2 separate regions of the Mus musculus genome follow, and region 2 is linked to region 1. A link is a contact called in public HiChIP or PLAC-seq data. All regions are on one chromosome and are shown on one strand. The core of a region is the stretch at or near the end of the contact, and the rest is flanking DNA. Distances in the headings are between cores, read along the strand shown.

What was found. HiChIP or PLAC-seq counts read pairs in DNA pulled down with a chosen protein or histone mark.
Region 2: an H3K4me3 HiChIP or PLAC-seq map of embryonic stem cells shows a contact between it and region 1, with 4 times the contacts expected there. The contact joins the promoter of Trap1 here to the enhancer-like site in region 1. A contact is called at or near these places in 10 of 39 promoter capture datasets (HPC-7-derived erythroid cells, cranial neural crest, embryonic stem cells and 5 more), 1 of 15 datasets of contacts at CTCF or cohesin (CD8 T cells), 4 of 484 Hi-C or Micro-C datasets (embryonic stem cells and stem cell-derived cardiac mesoderm), 7 of 115 datasets of contacts at active chromatin or transcription factors (the SCID.adh cell line, embryonic stem cells, extraembryonic endoderm stem cells and 2 more) and 3 of 9 other capture datasets (adipose tissue, liver and pancreatic islet).

Annotation. Positions count from the first base shown.
Region 1 is chr16:4,019,865-4,024,737 of GRCm38.p6, reverse strand. No RefSeq gene overlaps it. Among named protein-coding and RNA genes, the nearest start is that of Dnase1, 15 kb to the left of the region's middle. Within about 2 kb of position 1,792, at least 3 of the 459 cell types and tissues checked have an H3K27ac peak or open chromatin away from gene starts, as enhancers often do. A contact at or near this core is called in embryonic stem cells, where this site is marked.
Region 2 is chr16:4,075,083-4,079,359 of GRCm38.p6, reverse strand. It overlaps Trap1 (TNF receptor-associated protein 1), which reads left to right and starts at 1,550. Exons shown (of 18, transcript NM_026508.2): 1 at 1,550-1,667. The coding sequence starts at 1,580.

The DNA.
Region 1 (4,873 bases), core at 543-3,042:
GGTGACATAGAAGGATTGCCTCAAGTTTGAGGCCAGCCTGGGCTGCATAGTGAGTATCAGGCCAGCCATAGCTCCAAATCCAGACCCTATCTCAATTAAATGAAATAGTAAATAAGACTTTGCACAATCCTGAATCCATCTGCCTCTGTTTGGTTTTCCAGCCTCTTACACCTTTAGCAGGCTAGTTCTTACAGACTAAGATCTGGTTTTCCAAAACACTGAACTTACCAAGACATTGCCTAAGGTAATCCTTAATCCCTTGTGCCAGGCTGAATCAGAGGGCAGTACCAGCAAAGCACACAGAACCATCCTTGATAAAGATTAGCATCAGCAAGGGAGAAAGGCTTGTGTGCCCAGCCTTTCCCTGGCAGGGAGCATTCAAAGCTGAAAGGTCACTAGGAGTCACTATTATAAATTTTCAGAAGACACAACCAAGAATCATAAAATACTTTAAAAAAAAAAAAAAAAAAAAAAACACCTCGAGCTGGAGAGATGGTTTAGTGGTTAAGAGCCCTGGCTGCTCTCCCAGAGGTCCTGAGTTCAATTCCCAGCAACTACATGGTGGCTCACAACCATCTGTAATGGGATCCCATGCATCCTTCTGGAGTGTGTCTGAAGACAACTACAGTGTACTCATATAAATAATAAATAAATATTTTTAAAAGTAGCAAGTAAAATTTAAAAAAAAAGAAAACAAAAAAACAACAACAACAAACCTCACAGAAAGCTGATCCAGAAACAAGTGTTAAAGGAAGTGGCCAATAAAGGCATAGCCAGGGACTGTAACTACACTTCATACAGTCAAGAAGTTATGCGAGACCGGGCGTGGTGGCTCACGCCTTTAATCCCAGCACTCGGGAGACAGAGGCAGGCGGATTTCTGAGTTCAAGGCCAGCCTGGTCTACAAAGTGAGCTCCAGGACAGCCAGGGCTATGCAGAGAAACCCTGTCTCGAAAAACCAAAAAAAAAAAAAAAAAGAAGTTATGCGAGTACAAGGAAGGAACAGGGAGAATAAAAAGACTCTGAGTCCTTCAGAGGAAAAATATCTGAAATGAAAAAAAAAAAAAAAAGGTACAGGGGCTGGAAAGATGGGTCAGAGGCTAAGAGCACTGGTTGCTCTTGCAGAAGACCAGGGTTCAATTCCCAGCACCCATATTGGTGCTCACAGGCACCTGTAACTCCTGTTCCAGGAGATTTGATGCCCTCGTCTGATCTCCACAGGGACCAGGTACACATGTGGTAAAAATGCATGTGGGCAAAACATTTGTACAATGAAAATATAGATATAAAAATTTTTAACCAGTATGCTAGGTGAGTTAACAGCAGATAAACATGGAAAAACAAGAGATCGGTGATTTGAAGACCCAGCAATATAAACCATTCAAATAGGCACAGAAAGAACGTGTCAGACCCACCAAGCAGCATAATGTGTGTATGACTGACAACCCCACACAAAGGAAGCTAAATACATCTAAAGAAGCAACAGAAAACTTTAATAGCTGGGTGGTGGTGGCTCACGCCTTTAATCCCAGCACTTGGGAGGCAGAGACAGGCGGATTTATGAGTTCGAGGCCAGCCTGATCTACAGAGTGAGTTCCAGGACAGCCAGGGCTATACAGAGAAACCCTGTCTTGAAAAACAAAAAACAAAAAAAGAAAAAGAAAAGAAAACTTTAAACTATAAACTTACAGACCTGAGGTCAACTGTACCAGATAAACTCTAAGAAACCTGTAGCCTACCCCAGCCTTGAGCAGGCTGGTTCAGACCTGTTCCACCATTGAGAACGAGACCACCTAGGGTGGAGTCTTCCAATTTAGATAGGTCTGCCACCTCTGCCATTTTCTCCGGGACTCCGCTACCTGCTGAGAGGCTGAACCTGTTCTCCTGACACTATCCTGATGATATGAGATCCTGGCGTGGTGGGGGATGGGATCCCCCCCCCACACACTTTATAAGCTCAGACTCTCAAGTAAACTTTGGGCCTTGATCAGTATCCTTGTCTTGGTCTCATTATTTCTCTCCCCATTTTCTCCCATGCAGCCCCAGCCTCGCTATCAGGAACCTGGTTCGTGTAGCTGCGAGCGGCTACAGAAACCTGTTCTATTCTAGTCCTTACACGTAGAAACGTCTGCAAAGAGACAGATGGGAAAATCAAGTGTGCACACCAGACCCAGGAACACAGTGAGACAGAGGCAAGATAAGCTAAGAAGCCCATGTACCAGAACAGGCCGCGCAGGGCAGAAATAAAGGCCACTGAGGCAGGGGTGTGGACAGAGCTGCTCTCTCAGTGAAGCTCCATCTCCCATCACCACACTTTAGCTCAGACTCCCTTCAGAGGCCCATCACTCCCATACCAGAACCAGGTATGTGCACATGTAATAAATAAATCATCTTTCTACTGTCATCACTGAGGAATCAAACCTTCAGCCGACATCATACTAAATGGGGAAAAATTGCAAGTGTGTCTTCTAAAATTATTAACAAAACAGGCTATTTACTCTATCTGCTGTTTTTCAATATAATGGCTGAGTTCTTTCTTTTCTTTTCTCTTCTCTTCTTTTCTTTCTTTAACTAATTTATTCTTCTCTTATATTTTACATTCTGACCACTGTTTCCCCTCTCTCTTCTCTTCCCAGCCCTCCCCCCACCCTCCAGATCCACTCTTTCTCCATTTCCCTTCAGAAAAGAGCAGGCCTCCCAGGGATATCAACTCAACATGGCATAACAAGTTATTATACAACTGGGCACAAACCCTCATATCAAGACTGGATGAGGTAACCCAGTAGGAGGAAAAGGGTCCCAAGAGCAGGCAAGAGTCAAAGACAACCCCACTCCCATTGTTAGGAGTCCCACAAGAACAGCAAGCTACACAACCATAGCATATATGTAGAGGAACTAGCATAGACCATGCAGGGTCTGTGATTGTCACTTCAGTCTCTGTGAGTCCCCGTGAGTCCTGCTCAGTTGATTCTGTGGGCTGTGTTCTTGTGATGCCCTTGATCTCTCTGACCTCTGCAATCCTTCCTCTCTTCCTTGTGATTCCCCAAGCTCCACCTAATGTTTGGCTGTGGGTCTCTGCATCTGCTCTTAGCAGTTGTTGGATGCTGCCTCTCTCGTGAGGATTATGCTAGACTCCAGTCTATGCATATAGCAGAGTATCATTAGGAATCATTTCATTGACTTTTTTTTTTTTTCTTGCTTGCTTGCTTGTGTTTGGCTGTATCCCAGGTCTCTGGGCTCTCCTGCCTCTGCTTCCTGCCATCCAGGCAGTGCCAGGGGTGGGCTCCCTCTTGTGGCAGGGGTCTCAAGTTCCAGCTGTCATTGGTTGGCTATTCCCATAAGTTCTGCATGCACCACCTGCACACTGTGCAGGCAGGACAAATTGTAGGCTGAAGGTTTGTGGCTGTGTTCTTGTCCCAATCCCCACACTAGAATCCTTGTCTGGTTACAGCAGGTGGTTGATTCAGAATTAGTAGGCAGAACAACAAGGTAAGAGGAATACAAATAGGAAGACAAAACAAAACAAATCCATGACCTCAACTTGCACAAGAAGATGGGCTCTCAAAGGACCCTAAACACTGCAGAAGAAAGCACTTAATCTGGAAAATCTTTTCAGTCAAGTAGTGGGATACAACCACAGTGTAGAACCGCCAGTAACCTTGTTTTATTTGTTTTGTTTTGTTTTGTTTTGTTTTGTTTTGTTTTGTTTTTTGAGACAGGGTTTCTCTGTGTAGCCCTGTCTGTCCAGGAACTCACTCTGTGGACTAGGCTGGCCTCGAACTCAGAAATCTGCCTGCTTCTGCCTCCCAAGTGCTGGGATTAAAGGCATGCATTATAATACACAGCAAAAGACCAAATCTCAACAGGCATAAAACAAGAGCCAAGTAGTGGTGACGCATGCCTTTAATCCCAGCACTTGGGAGGCAGAAGCAGGCGGATTTCTGAGTTCGAGGCCAGCCTAGTCCACAGAGTGAGTTCCAGGACTGCCAGGGCTACACAGAGAAACCCTGTCTCGAAAAACAACAACAACCAAAAAATAATAATAATAATAATAATGCTAAGTGTGGGCCCCAAGACCTGGTTAACCCAGAGACTGCAACTATGTGACCCTGGCCCCAAGTTATTTCTGATTGGTAAATAAAGATACCGACAGCCAATAGCTGGGCAGAAGACACTTAGGTGGGTTTTAGGGTTCCCAGGCTTGGGGGAGGGGGTCGGAGGGAACCACAAGAAAGAGAGAAGGAGGGGAGTGGGGGTGGGTGGGTATGGGGGACTTTTGGTATAGCATTGGAAATGTAAATGAGCTAAATACCTAATAAAAAATGGAAAAAAAAAAAAAAAGAAAGAGAGAAGGAGTGGAGAAGAAGCGGCCATGGGTTAGGTGAGTCATGAGTTGGAGTTAAGAGCAGCCCACATGAAACATAGTAAGTAATTACTCAGGGTTATTGATAGGAAAGTTGGTTCTAATAGCATAGAGAGTAGATATCTACCCAGCTCTTGTGCTGATAATTGTAAATAATAAAAGTTGTGTGTCTTTTATCTGGGAACTAAATGGTCAAAGACAGGGTAGAAACCCCAATAGGGATTAGGGGTTATCCCCAGTCATTATCAAAGCCAAATAAAATAAACATAGTCTGAGTCTCATTTATTTGTAAGCTAGTCAGGGATAAGCTTAAATTGCTTGTACTACATATGCCAGTAACAAATATGCTGAGAAAGAAATCAGGAAAACAATGGGGTGGTGGTGGTGGTGCATTCCTTTAATCCCAGCACTCAGAGACAAAAGTCTTGTGTTCAAGACCAGCCTGGCCTTCAGAGTGAGGTCCAGGACAGCCAGGGCTACACAGAGAAACCCAGGCTCAACACCCCCCCA
Region 2 (4,277 bases), core at 301-2,800, 55 kb before region 1:
CCAGGCTGGCCTCGAACTCAGAAATCTGCCTGCCTCTGCCTCCCGAGTGCTGGGATTAAAGGTGTTGCACCACCACGCCCGGCTGAGTATGTCATTTCTGACTGAAGAGATGATTCCAGAATGGAGAATTAAAAGAATGAAACCTCGAGGATTAGTATCAAGAGAAGCTATTCTGTGTGATGACTGGGACTCAGGCAGATTAGAGGAGGTAATACAGAACCTGGGGGCAGAAGCTAGAACTGTGAGGATCTAAGGGTGACCATGGAAAAAGACACTAGGGAGCAGGGGTGGGGCTGGTTGTGGAGGATGTGGGCCCAGCAGGAGCAGAACTGGCTGGGGGTTAGGGGTAGGAATTGTGAGGTGTTCAGGTGCTCTCTCCACCTTATATTGAAACATGGCCTTTTACTGAACATGGGACATCAGAATCAGATTGGTTGGCTAGCAAAACCCAAGGATTCTCTTGTTTCTGTCTCCCCAGCACTGAGATCACAGGCACACAGTGCTCTGTCAATTTCTTGGGGTTATCAGGGCAACAGGCACTTTAAATACAGAGCCTGTATTAAAGTTTGGCCTCATATCTGCCCATTCTTATCTATTTTCCATCTATAAAGTCAATGTGGGAGCAATCCTTGTCAACCTAGAACAGTAACTAAACATTCCCTATACCAAAACTTCAAGTCTATTCTGGATCCAGGAATTAACTGCTCTTGCTACTAGTGTCTGCTAACAAGCTAGATAATCGCTCTAATGTTTTAGTAAAATCTGATCATAGGAAAATGTATCTGGTGTGTGTCAGAATCAAGCGAGAACCTGTCAGAAAGGTCCTCGCTGGGCCTTACTCTGAGGTTAGGACCGGGACAAGCGACCTGCTCTGGAGGCGGCTGGAGTTTGGATTAAACTTTAGAGGGCCGGGCGTGGTGGTGCAAGCCTTTAATCCCAGCACTTGGGAGGCAGAGGCAGGTGGATTTCTGAGTTCGAGGCCAGCCTGGTCTACAAAGTGAGTTCCAGGACAGCCAGGGCTATACAGAGAAACCCTGTCTCGAAAAACAAAAACAAAAAAACAAAAAAACAAAAAAAAAAAAAAAAAAAAAAACTTTAGAGACAAGGTTTGTGGCCTGGATCCCCAAACAAGCTTCCAGTAGGGAGAAAGTCACAATAAACGGGTAAGTCCAAAGGTGTTGGTTACTGAGCTCACGTTTTGGCGAATAACAGTCAAACCTAAAATTTGTCAAAGTGTAGGTTTTGGCATTGCTGTAAGAGTTTTTCAGTGGATCCACACTCCAGCTGGGTAGTGCCATCTCGAGAATGGGATGCTCCCGCCTAGGGACCGCCAGCACCGCGGGCCGGGGACACTATAACCCTCACACGCACAATGCAAGGGATCAGCGACCTTGTCACTGAGATCCAAGGTCAAAAAGTACAGTCTTCAGGGCCCCCGCGCTGCGGTTTGCTGCGTTCCCGTTCTCGCACAGGCAACGCCTTGGACAGCCCGTCGCGCGCCATGACGTCACTGAGCCGCCCCCGCGGAAGGCCCCCTCATCACTCTGTTAGGCTGTTAGCCACACTTGGGAAAGGAAGCATGGCGTGCGAGCTGCGAGCTGTGTTGCTGTGGGGCCGCGGGCTGCAGACTGTACTGCGGGCCCCCGCGCTGGCTGGAGTTCGGCGAGGTGAGCGCGGCACGAGAGCGCAGAGGCGGCGTCTGAGGCTGTGTGCACACTCTTAGACCGGCGGGAGGCCGCACTGCGCCGGAGCTGCTAAGTGGGGCGGGGAGTAGGACCTTGTGGTCGCTTTTGGGGAGCCGAGTCACGGGCAGCCACAGCCTGCTCTCGTCAGTCCCTGGTAGTCCTGATTGCAGACGCTCCCGCGCTTGGGTTGACAAGTTCGTTGCACGCGGCTGTTCACAAGCTCAGCTCTCGCAGAAGTCAAGCCCTGGGGTAACTACGGTGAGCAAAACCAACGGTTACCCAGGACTTCAGGGAGCCAGTGAACTCCGCGTGTTTGATCCCTGGAATTGAAAGAGAAAGGAAAGGAGAGAGAATAACCTTAATCTATACTTTCCCACCCCGCACTCATGTAACAGTGAAGATGTTAGCGTTACATACACTTAAATTATACGTATTTACAGCTATTTTTACATAAAAGGGCTCAAGTCAAGAATTAACTGCGAAAGAATATTAAAGCTTCTGGCATTCATTACATTTATGTTTCGCATAAACATAGCTTCCCAATGGCTTTCCGAAGTTTTGTCGCTCTCATCCTCCACTAAATGTTCTCTTGGCCACAAATATCGTTACAGTGTTTAACAGATTTGAGTGAGCGATTGCTTAAATCTTTAGGAACATGTTTTCGGTTTCAGAATTTGCCCTTTTATTTCTGTATTAGCTAATCTGCCAAACTTCACCTCAGTTTTTTATTGGGTGTGGGGAGGGTGACAGGGTTTCACCATATATGTTCCGCCTGGCCAGGGTGGTCACAAACTCACAGAGATTCATCTGCCTCTGCTCCCCAGAGTGGTAGGATTAAAGTGTGCCACAGTGCCTGGTGCTCAAAATACTTTTGTCTGTATATGTGTCCTCTAGTAGCAAAACTGATTTACCCATAGTATCTTTTCCAACATTTGAGTATGTCTCAAACCAAAACAACAAAAAAAGAGCCCCCAAAGGCAGTTTGTGCTTGGCTTGCATAGGCCCTGAATTGGTCCCCAGTGCCACGGAGAATACTAAAAAAAAAAAGAGCTCTGTGTAGAAGACATCTCTTGTGATTTCTATCTACAGAGAAGCTGGTTTTACTTAACAGTGGATCCGTATCTTCTCTGATTTCTTGTGTATCTTTGCATCATGTTCTGCAAACACCTTCTCAACCTTGGCTGGTTTGCTCAGTCTGTTCCCAAAGTTGACTCTGGAGTCTAGCTCAAGTTTTTTATTTGCAACATTGGTGCTCCTTTTCACCGACTTTGCCTGCTGCTGTGGTGGCACTAATTCTCCCTGGGTCTTAGGTGGAGAAAATACATACATAGTATCCATTTCCTATTGGAGAGATTGCCACTTCATTAAAGATTTCAGCCTGCTTCCTTGTGTTCCTTCTGGGAAGTATCAGCTATCAAGAACCCCGTGCTGTTGGTTGATTGGTCAATTGGTTGTTTGACTCATTGTTTCTCCAGAGCTTCCCTGATTTCTGTCTTTGCTGATGCTCCTAAGTTCATGCTTGCCATCTATAATAAACTTGTCAAGGTAGGATACAACTAGAAGGCCAGACAGGAAGTGGCACTCCATGTAACTAGCTCTCACCTGTGTCTTCTGTAAATTGGAGATGGTCTGACATTTGTAATTGATAGGTTATATCTCCACAGCCAGTGAGATAAACCAGATTAGATTATAGTAAAGGCAGGTCTATTGGGAAGCTGCTCTCTCGAGTTCACTGACCCCAAGGACCAAGGCCAGGAAAGTTGCCTTGGGAAGGGGTGTGTGTGTGTGTAGGGGGCAGAGAAAGAGACAGAGCGAGACACACATCAAAATGTCTAGATTATATAAGAAGGAACGTCTAGAGGAAGGGCAGCCCAGCCCCTGGGCTGGAAAGTTTAGGATTAGGGGCAGGGTATGCCAGGTAGGGAGTGAGATACTGAGAGAATCTAGAGGCCAGGTCTGCTTTAGTGTGTAAAATATGTACCTCAGTCTCTTGTGCCAGGGACTGAAACCCAACAAGAATTGCAGAAAAACAGCCAGCATATCTCACAACTTAGAACACTGCTTGCCTGTGAGTTACCATTATGAGCAGAGCTCTAGTACGGACAGTTACAGATCTGTAGGGAAGGTGGGTGATCTTTTTGAAGTAGAAGTTCACAGCTCATGTGTTTTCACCCCTTGCTCGCTTGAGTGGTTCCGGGTGATTTTTTTTCCTCCTCTTGAAAGCTCAACTAAGAAGCTTCTGCAGGGTGCCCAGAACCAGTCTCAGGCTGGAGAAAAATCTGCTTTTGTAATAGATGCATTGGCTTATGAGATGAAAAGCTTGTCTCTGTTGTAATTCAGTAAAGTTAATTATATCTTAACAAGTTTATTAAGGAATGCCCTAAACCAGCACTGGAATGAGCCGTATAGATAGGAGAGTGAGTGGTGAATGGGAGAGGCTACTGTGAATAGTGGACAGGACAGGCTTGGGAGGACAACACGGGAGGCCCTGAGCCAACTCTTAACAGTTCCTGTGGAAAAGGGATGTGGTTGTGGCTAGGGGGGAACATGGGCACTAGGTGTGTGTGTGTGTGTGTGTGTACACATGCATGT